Regions from separate parts of the Rattus norvegicus genome. Here region 1 is linked to region 2. A link is a contact called in public Hi-C data. All regions are on one chromosome and are shown on one strand. Each heading gives the region's core, a stretch centred on a gene start, on an enhancer-like site or on the middle of the called end of the contact. The rest is flanking DNA. Distances are from core to core; before and after follow the strand shown.

Region 1 (4,811 bases), core at 909-3,408, 120 kb before region 2:
CACACGTGTAGCTTGGTGTGGATTGAGGATTCGTCCAGATCTTCGGCTCTCATCTCAATTTCAAAAAGGCCATTTGAGAGTACTCGGTGGGGGTCAGCGTGAAAATAACTTTCTGGAGAGGAGAGAAGAGAGGAGAGGAGAGGAGACGGGAGGGGAGGGGAAGAGATGAGAGGAGGCAGAACTGAAGGCCACCTGCTGAATAGCTACTGTGATGGAAGGATGGCACTGGCTAGCCACCCTGGTCAGTTCCTGACAGGACACTCACTGACCCTGCAGTATAGAACTGTCCTGGGTCTTGGTTCCTTAGCTACCAATGGTATTAACTCTGCCATTGTGAGAGGTGATCCTTGGAGCAGCTCCCAGAGGGTGTCACATGAGGTTGGCCACCCTGACCTTGTTGGAGGTGAAGCTCCAGGCAAGTGCCTTCCTTCTTGTGCGAGCCAGTATTGACCTTGAGTCTCCATCCCCCATGCTGTGGCTAAAACAGAGCTAAACAAGTCACAATGTTAAAAATAGCCTCACCCCTCACTTACATGTACAGCTTGCTTCTTGCAGAGTGAATGGGTGATGGATTCGCACTGTCTTCCCAGTTACCCAAATACCAAGTTGCCAGTTACTGATATCTTAGTATAAGTTAATCTTGTAGATATTTTGCCCTCAAAAGGACCCATGTAATGATCCTTTGTTGTACAAGTGGGGGCATGTTAAGGTTTTAGGGGGAAGGAACTTGCCAGGCGTTTGACACAGACATTTAGGGCTCAACCAGATCAGATCAGATTATGTCTGTCTTGTCACTTGGATGGGCCAGGCAGCCTAAGGTTCTTGAGGGCCTAGTCTTTCTCAGGATAGCTGCTTTAGAGTGGAAGGTTGCTCAGCTTTCAAGGCCCACAGGCAAGCTGGCAGAGAGATGGCCTCCTATAAGACAAGAAGGAAGGAGGCCTTGGGACAGTGACAGCTAGCTCTTTTGAGCTCGCAGTCTTCCAAGGTGAGGAGTATGGATATCTGAGGTCTAGGCCACACTACGAGGCCAGCTGCCTATCAGGAAGGCGGCCACTAGTGAAGATGAAGTAGAAAAGATGGATGGGTGAACCAGTGACTAGGGCCCGGGATGGAAGAATGGGCGAGGTGATGTGCAGTGCGGAAGAGGCAGCCATGCTGGCACAGATGGGGAGGGAGGGGCTGCATGAGGACAAGTGTGCAGCCTGGGGTTTGCCTGGCTGGGGCGAGTGACAGGAAAAGCAGCTGCAAGGCACCGGAGGAGGAGAGGAGGAAAGGCCACCCAGGACAGTAGCCATGGTCAGGACTGACATCTTGTTTTGCTGCCGGTTCAGGCCACATCGCCATGCCGACCTTTCTGCCCTTTCTCCTAAGCCCTTGGGTGGACAGCCAGCACATCTTTTGTTTTGTGCGGATGTTGTGACGTTTTTATCTGGCACCCACGACTCCTGCCTAGGTTCTACTTCACCTGGTCTCAGTCCAGGCATGGTGGGGAGGGGGATATGGTCCCGGAGACTTCTTGGTGGCCTTGCTCTGTGCCTGCTCTTCCAGCTGCTGGCCACTAGATGGTAGCAGGAAACCTGTTGGTTTCCCCCAGCAGGTTGTTTTATCCAATCTCTTCTGGCCTTGTGCCCCTCTGCCTCAGTCTCAAATCGCTCACGTCACGGGTTTATGGATGGCCCTGAGGCCAGGCTGAGTGAAATGAAGCCGCTGCAGTCTACTTTGGAGAAGTGGCTGTCTCAGGGCATAGTCCCAGGTTTGGAAGTGGTCTTTCAGCACCCTACTTGTGACCAAACCCTTTGAAAGGAGCTCCTGCTGTAGACTAGAGTACTTGCTAGCCATGATTCTAGGGCTCTATGGGGGCCAGAAGCAGAGAACGGGGCTCTGAGGAAGTCGAAACTGCCCCCTCCCCACACACACCTCAGCTTGGTGGCTTGTGTGAATGGTGGATGGTGCTGGTCGTGGAGGGAGGGGCTAGCCTAGGGAGGGGCTAGCCTGGGGAGAGCAGCAGTAAAGGTCAAGGCTTTCCAGCAGCAGGGGACACACAGCAATAGCAAACTCCCTGGAAGCTCAGCTTAAGTCCAGAAGTGGGCGGAGTCTGTCGATTTCACGGAGTATCTACTCCCAGCTGCCCCTGGCACATGTAGCCTTAGATCTGTGCAGGCTAGTCCCATGGGGTGCCAAGCCACGCCCCATTTCAGGTTCAGCACCCATTTAGTACTCTGGGTGTTGTTTCTGGGACTGCAGTTTTTTCTGGCCTCAGAGCTCATGTCTTTCCTACAATTTGTGTCAAGGACTGGGCTGCCCTTTTGAGACCTATGCTGGGCACTAGAGGCTCAGAGAGGTCAAGGGCATGTTCAGCATTTCCAAGATAAAATGCTGAACTGGCCATTGATCCAGAGGCTGGGGCATTTTTTATTCTTCCTGTGATGATCAGCTTTGCACGTGGCAGGGTTAGTGGGTGAAAGAGAACTCTCACCAGGATACCAGAAATGGGGAAACAATCTGTCACTACCTCCACCTACTACCTCTAAGTACCCTACTCATCTATACCCCAAACTGTAGGCAGGGATGGGTTCCCTAGTTGCTCTTTGGAGCTACCAGGTGGCCCCAGCTGCCAGAGCTTTCTATTGGTCAGTGATGCTACGTAGGTATCCGGTAGGGGAAGATAGTGTATGGTGGGGTGCCTATAGAGCTGGTGGTGCTGCCCAGGCCTATCCGTGGTAATGGCTCTCTCTGGGACCCCTTCCCAGGTGGCCTCCCCATGTGACACTGTCCATGCTGGGAACATAGACTGTGACTCTTCATGTCAGTGCCCTCTGCAAGCTGGGTATTTCTGAGGTCCCAGGCTGGGGTGCTAGGTCCTTGTGTAGGCATGCGAACTTTATCAGAGGTCCTCCGCCTGTGTGAAGGGCTCAATAGGAAGTTCCTTGTACACTTCTATCCTAACCACCAATGTTTGTCCTCAGAGCCTGAGTCAGGTCCTGACCTCCTGATATCCTGAGTCCCAGGCCCCTCTCTCTGCTTCTTGGCTCTGTCTGCAGCCAGCTTTGTCACAGAGACCCCTGCTCTGCCTTCCACAGGCCTTGCTTCAGGGTCTGTGTCCGCCCCAGGCCTACCTGCATATGGGCTCAGTGGAGTGCCCGCTGCGTGCTGCCATTTCAAAGGCCTCTGCTTTCCTCGCCCCCTCCCTCCCAGCCAGCTTGGCTGTGTCAGGCCTCCTTCCAAGGCTCCAACATCCTGCTTGGCTTGCGTCCCCCAACTCCAGCTGCAGCTTCCCTGTTGTGCTTCTGGCACAAGGCATGCTGGGGTGTGTGTGTATGGGGAGGTTCCTTCCCCTTGGCCTCTCTTCTCCCTGTTACATCAGCTTATAGCCAAATACCCCTGGGGTCTGCTAAGGGAGGGTTTTTCATTAATTTTTTTTCCAATGGAAATAATTCCACCACTTGTCAGAGGGATTTTTGCATGCATCTCTTTAGGGGGGTTGACTTTCTCCCCCCTTTCTTTCCCAGCCTCTGAGATGCTCTTGAAGTGGGCAGCTTTGTTTCCTTAGCCAGACTGTGCTAGCCTGGGCTGGTGAGGAGGGTAGTTTGGGGTCTCTGAGCCCAACATTAGGTTATCTGGGTCCTGACTGTCCTGCTCACTGGCTGTGTGACTTTCATGATCACCCTCACCCTCTCTGGGCCTGGGCCTCCTGGTCCTTCATTTGCCCTGTGTTGGTGGTGAGAGGTTCTCTGGTTCTCTGGCTTCTGGCTTTGATATTGTGATTGTATCAGATTGGCCCTTGTTCCGGGGTCTGGTGCTGCAAGAGGCCCCGGAAGTGTGCACACTTGTGATGGATCACGGATAGACGTCCTCAGTGCTCAGGAAGCAGTGGAGTCTAGGGCCTGGCCAAGAATGAGCAGGTCTCTGGCTGGTTCCTCCTGACCATGTCAGGGATCCCTGAAAGGGAAGAAGCCCTCTAACTCTGTTGTAGCCAGCGTAGCTCCTCCTGGCCTCTCCCCTCTGTTCCTTCTCTTTGCCTGCCTTCCCTCTACCCTGCTCCCCATGCCCTGCCCTGGTTGATGGCTTTGAGTCGCCAGCCATGCAGGTACGTAGGTCCTGGTTACTGCCCTGTCCTTCTACTCTTCTCTGCTCTCACCCAGCTCTCAGCTCAGAACCAGGCCTGGCTGCTGGTGACCTGAGAAGGGAGCCCCTCCAGGCACTTAGGCACAGCGATTAGCCCTCCCCCTCCCGCCCAGGGCCCACATCTGGCCAAGGGCTCAGTTTTCCCAGCTGTAAATTGCCTCCCGCTGCCCCTTGGCATCTTCTCAGGTTTCAACTTCATGGTCCTTTTTCTTTTTGTGGGGGCAGGGGAGTGCCTAGGGAAGTAAGGCTCAGCCCGCTCTTCCCTCCTGCTACAGGGCTGAGGTTGAGGAAAGAAGTCTTTACCCAGGTGTGGGGTGAACTGAGTTAGATTCCTCTTTCCCAAGCACTCCCCCAAGAGGTCAGCCGTACTGTATGGCATCTCTAAATGGTGGCAGGAGGGTCTTCTGTTCTCTGCAGCCTGGCTCTTGGCTTGGGGTGACTTGGAGATGCTGGCAGTTTCTCCACCTGTTTCCCCCCTGCTGCTTCTTGGCATACTGCTTAACCTGATGTCTAGCCATAGGGATCCTCTCGACTCCCTGAACCCTTCAGGTGGCTTTTCTCCCCCTCACAACTGATGACTCTCTGGCTCCTGCAGGTGGCACGTGGGGCTCAGGTCATGACCTGTCTCTGCTGATGCCAGCTGGTTGGCTGGACCAGGCCCTTGCTGCAGACCTTACCCTTGCATT
Region 2 (4,936 bases), core at 921-3,420:
GAGATGTTGGTGTTCTCAGTGTCTTTTCCCTAGGCCTCAGAAGCTCTGGAGCCCTTTGGGCCACCCACTTCACAGTGACCTTGGGATGGAGATAGTGCCTCAGGTGTGGTTCCAGGCTGTATCCCTGGGTCTTCCCTGCTGTAAAAATCACGGCTATCTGGGTATAGATGAGTGCTGGTGAGAGCTGCTGTCCCCCGAGCCTACCTTAGCGTGAAACACTAGCCTAGCGCCAGGCCTATGGCCATGTAGGTTACTGGATTTGGGGTAGCCTGAGGCACCATGCTATTTCCTGCTGAGCATGGGGGGTTGGCATATCCAGAGGTCACGGAGTTCCCCTCCACCAAAAGGCCATTGTAGTCTAATGCACTAACCTAGAGGCCATGACTGATTTATCAGCATTCTTCATGGGACATTCTCCTGGGCTTGCCTTGTCTGTGTTAGCCTGTTATCTCCCGTGTATTCAAAACTACGGGGACGATCCAAAGAGCAATTGTGTACCTGTTGTCTAGGGCCTAGAGCTGAAGCTTTCAGTCTGGGGACCCAGACCCTGATTGCTGCTGCCAAGAACCAACAGTTAACTGGTTGGATTGGTGAAAGCCCGGGAACACAGGATCACAAGCGTATTCTGGTGTACCTTCTCCCCGACCCCTGCCGGAGTCCCATCTCATTTGAGGCCGGTGACCACCAGGCTGGGGAGAGCTCTTGGCCGAGAAGGTGCCTGATTGGGACGAAAGCACACTTCTTCCAGAGTGTGCCGCTGTGGGATGGGCAGCAGTGGCAATCAATGTTTATGGACTATTGAGTGATCACTCTTCCTTACACAGCTGGCAGGGGCTCTGTGTCATCTGGGGCTCTTTGGCATCCCAGCTACATATCACCTTGTCCTTCGTGGGGCCATTCTTCAAGCTTCATGCTTTCAGGTCATGAGCACGTTTGAAGGGCAGGTGTGGCACCCCCACCCATCTTAGTGCCCAGCCACACAGGACACTAGAGGCCATTTCAACAGCTGGAGAGACACTAGCTTCTGAGAAAGCTGACGGACCTGGGAAGAGTGCAACGGGGCAGCCGCCCTGGGCAGGTGCCCTTTCCTCCTGGGGGGATGAACCTAACTTTAGGGCTGTGCTGGGCAGCACAGAGTGGGTGGCGAGTAGTCCTTGCCCCTTGCTCTGTAGGAACAGCATCTTGCTGCACTCTTCAGTGGTCTTTGAAGCCCAGGGCGGATCCAGATTCTCCTGTCCACACTGGGTCATCCTTGAGTCCTACTAACCCCATGTAAAGAGCAAGTGGAGCTGATCCCAAAGGCCAAAGCCAGACCCCCAAAGTCCCATCAGAGGAGTCATACTCCAACAAAGGCAGCAATGACTGTGACCCTCCCAGAGCCGAGAGGACAACAAGCCCCTTAGAGCCACAGGTGGGAGGTGGTGACTGGGTTTTGCCTCTGCCTAAGCCCTTAACACACAGAGAAGAGTGAAGGATGATACTGTCCTTGGGCCTTGCAGGATTGTCCTTGCCGTGGTTTTTCCCCTCCCCACATAGGTACTGGAACATGACTGGGCTCACTTTCTACTGGGGGAAGGGGTTGTCAAGAAATTAGGGGGAGGGGGTTGTGGAGAAATTAGGGAAGAGGTGACAAGGGTGTGTGAAGAGACTTGACACTCTGGAGTCATATTTAAGAGCAGCAGTCTCAAGATGTGCGTGTGAACACACACACACACACACACACACACACACACACACACACCAAGCACAGTATTCTTAACTTCAGTACAGAACCAGCCTATGCTGGAATCATCAAAATGTAACTGGGTTGTAGGTCGCAGGTGCCTTATGCAATGTGTATTTGGAGGAAAATTAGGCTTAGAAATATGGGTGCGATCTCCCTGTCACCTCTAAGGTGGGGACTGTGGAGTGGAGCTGTGAAGAAATTGGAGGCCTGTGAGGAAAACAGCATCCAGTGAAGAATGACCAAGGAATAGTTCCATTCAGTTTGAAATTCTGCACACACTCAATGGGAGGTCAAGCTGCCGAGGCTACCAGTCAAACCAATGGGGCTTATGCTGGGCTCGAGAAACGTAGAGCTTCAAGTGTGGGAGGGAGAGGTATCTGTCTCTGCTAGCCCCCTCCAGTTAGAGTGACTTTCAGTGTGAGACAGATGAGCAGCACAGGGTGACTCAGAGGTGAAGGATGTAGAAGCCCTTTCCTAGGCAGGGAGGAGACTTGGGAGAGAGCGTCACTAAGTACACATGTTCAAATATTTAAAGGCCTGTCACACTTGTTTTTGGCGAGCTTCTCGGGAATGAGGAGTGATGCATGCTAGCCACAGGGAAGCGGGATCTAAGTTAATAGACTCCTTCCCTGGAGTCACATGGAGGGGACTAGAATGCATACTGAAGGCAAACGCTCAGATCAGATCGGGGGGGGGGGGGCTTCATGGCTGCCTCCCCTCTGGCCCTTGCAAATCTCCACAGCCACCATCCTCCTGCTGGCTGAGTGACTTTGGCAGAAGTCTCTGACTTTGTCCTCTGTTTTCCCTTGGTATGGAATTGGAAACGTGCTCCATGGCTCCCCTGCTCACCAGCCACCAGCCGTCTGTCTCTCTTTATGGCCATGAGAATGAATGAGCTGCAGAGCCCTCGGAGGCAGGGAAGAGAGCCGCTTGCCATATAAAGTGGCAGCCCCTCCCTCCCCCACCTTGGCGGATCCTCTCTGCTCCCCTCTCTGCTCCCACTGCAAAGTCCTTAGCAGGTCGGCATCTTTCAGGGCCGGGCGGACTCTTACAGGCGCCAACGGCTCAGGTGGTGCAGTTAAAATCCTACGATTGTCTTCTCATTGCCACATCTGCTAATTGATGAAATGCCATCATGTCTTGGGCACCGGGACAGCTGTGAGCCCTTGTGTTCTGATGTCTTCTGCTGGCCAAGGGGGTTTGAGGAGGCCCGGGATGGTGCAGGGCCACTGCTGGAATCCACATCCAAGCCCGAGTCTGGGGCAGCTTTCTTCAGGTGTAAGACGTAGTGGGCCTGAAAGTTAGTGGTGTGCAGGGCTGTGTTAGGCTGGGGCAGGCAAGCACACCCCAGCCATGTCAGGAGCTGCTGAGGGGATACTGGAGCTTCCCAAAGTGGAGAGGACAGGGTATATAGGGAGCTTCTTTTTTGAGTGGTGTGCATGTACCCCTGTTCCTGAGCTGTGCCTTGCTCAGGCCTCTTGACCACTCAACTGCCCACCCACCCACTCACCAGTTCAGTTCCCAAAGCATTCAGTGTTCCAAGTATTTTCTGGGCCCTGCAGTGGAAGAACAATGGAAAACTATGAATCTGGTCCTCAAAAGGAGCTATGTTTTTTGTGACAGAAGCCTGGGGTTGGGGCTAGGATGAATTCATGACCTTGGCCTGGATCAGTCCACCCTGGGAGGGCCTGCCTTTCCCTTGTGAAAGGCTGGATGGTGGAGGTGATGTAGAGTCACCAGACAGAGGTGAATTTGGAGCAGCCATGGCCTGGAGAAATGGGGTTTCTGTGTGAATGTCCTACCTGGAGGCAGAAACGAGCCATCAGTCTAAAGCTACCTGAAGATGAGATTCAGCAGCTAATATGTGGCTAACAGTGTGGGGAATTTGGTCGCAGGACTAGCTTGGTTGTGTCCACATTCCTTTTGGGGTCTCACTTTACCTGCTAGACATGTGCCAGGTAAGTTTCTAGGAGACTAGAAAGCCTGAGGCAGGCTGAAGGACTCGTCTCCTTTATGGAGCCTGCACCTTTCCTTTTGCAGGACCAGGGCAAGGTCCAGATGGCTGCAATGCATGGACAAGGCCGGGGCACCGTTCTAGATCATGAAGATTTATCCTGAACAGAACAGACCTAAGCCCAGCCTTGATGGGCTGGGTGCAGACTTTAGGTTAGGGGTTTGTCTTGTCAAGTCCTCTGTGGGTTTCCTTGCAGCCCTGAAATGAAAGGCCCTGTTTGAATGAGCTACAGAGGAAGTTTGCAACTTAGAAGCCTCTTTAGCTTGCTGATTAGAGACAGGTTCCAACCAGTCCTGGACCGCTAGAGGAGGCTGAAGACCTCTTCCTCGGAGCGTGTATTGGCTGGATCCTGATATTCCTGAGTCACTCGGCCTCGCCCTAGATTCTTCAGTCTCCGATTCTATGGCCGCTCGGTCATCTCAGCTGAGACAACCCTCTGTTTTTAGAAGGGAATTTTCTCGAATGCCACTTACTAAGCTCGCTGGTACCTTGCCTTGGCCTAGCCACCAAGGCCTTATGTTTCCTGAATGGTACCCACCACAGGGATGGGGTGGTTCCCTCCCCCCCTCCTGCCTCACCCTGGCCCTGGTACTCTGACTTTAGAGCTGGTTTCCTGTTTTCATGGCCCCCCAGGTCTTGTTCCCCAATCCCACAGTAAATTTGTGTCTGCAGTCACCACCTCTGTCTTGCCCACAGTCATCTACTAGATGTGAGCTCTGGCCGGCTTCTGACCTGGCTTGAAGCCTCCTAGAGCCTGTACCATCTTACCATCTTCTTCAGGGTTGTGAGGGAGAATGGGAGTGCTCTCCCCAGTGGCAGTGTTCTCAAGGAATTAACTGGCACCTGGGCTGGAGAGGGGGCTGGAGACAGCCCCCCCCCTTTGGTATCAGGTTAAATAGTGTCTTGTGGTAGCTTATTGTGAGCACTGTAGCTTGTTCAACTGTGTCCCTTGGTCTCTGTGCTCTACATGCCCAAAGCTTCCCCTCTGCTCTCTCACCTCAGTTGTGACACGTCACAACTGAGACCTCAGAAGTGTCTCCAGGTGTCTCCAGTAAGCATGAACTCTCCTCCCTGAGATCCACTGGTCTAGGGGCAGAGGCAGCATTCCTGAAGCTTGGCTAGATCTGGGCTAGAAGTGAACAGAGTGGAGGGCTAATCCAAACCACAGTTTAAAGAGAATCTGGCCTCAGAGAGCT

The links. A called contact is a pair of places that touch in the nucleus more often than the background predicts.
Region 1: a contact with region 2 is called in a Hi-C map of the A7r5 cell line, with 7 times the contacts expected there. The contact joins two enhancer-like sites. A contact is called at or near these places in 9 of 12 Hi-C or Micro-C datasets (the A7r5 cell line, the Rat2 cell line, Schwann cells and 5 more) and 1 of 1 datasets of contacts at active chromatin or transcription factors (oligodendrocytes).

Annotation. Positions count from the first base shown.
Region 1 is chr4:162,627,573-162,632,383 of GRCr8, reverse strand. It overlaps a transcript of Tspan9 not described here. Among named protein-coding and RNA genes, the nearest start is that of Tspan9, 56 kb to the right of the region's middle. Within about 2 kb of position 2,158, at least 22 of the 93 cell types and tissues checked have an H3K27ac peak or open chromatin away from gene starts, as enhancers often do. A contact at or near this core is called in the A7r5 cell line, where this site is marked.
Region 2 is chr4:162,509,950-162,514,885 of GRCr8, reverse strand. The region is part of intron 1 of Tspan9 (tetraspanin 9); the gene reads left to right. Among named protein-coding and RNA genes, the nearest start is that of Tspan9, 62 kb to the left of the region's middle. Within about 2 kb of position 2,170, at least 8 of the 93 cell types and tissues checked have an H3K27ac peak or open chromatin away from gene starts, as enhancers often do. A contact at or near this core is called in the A7r5 cell line, where this site is marked.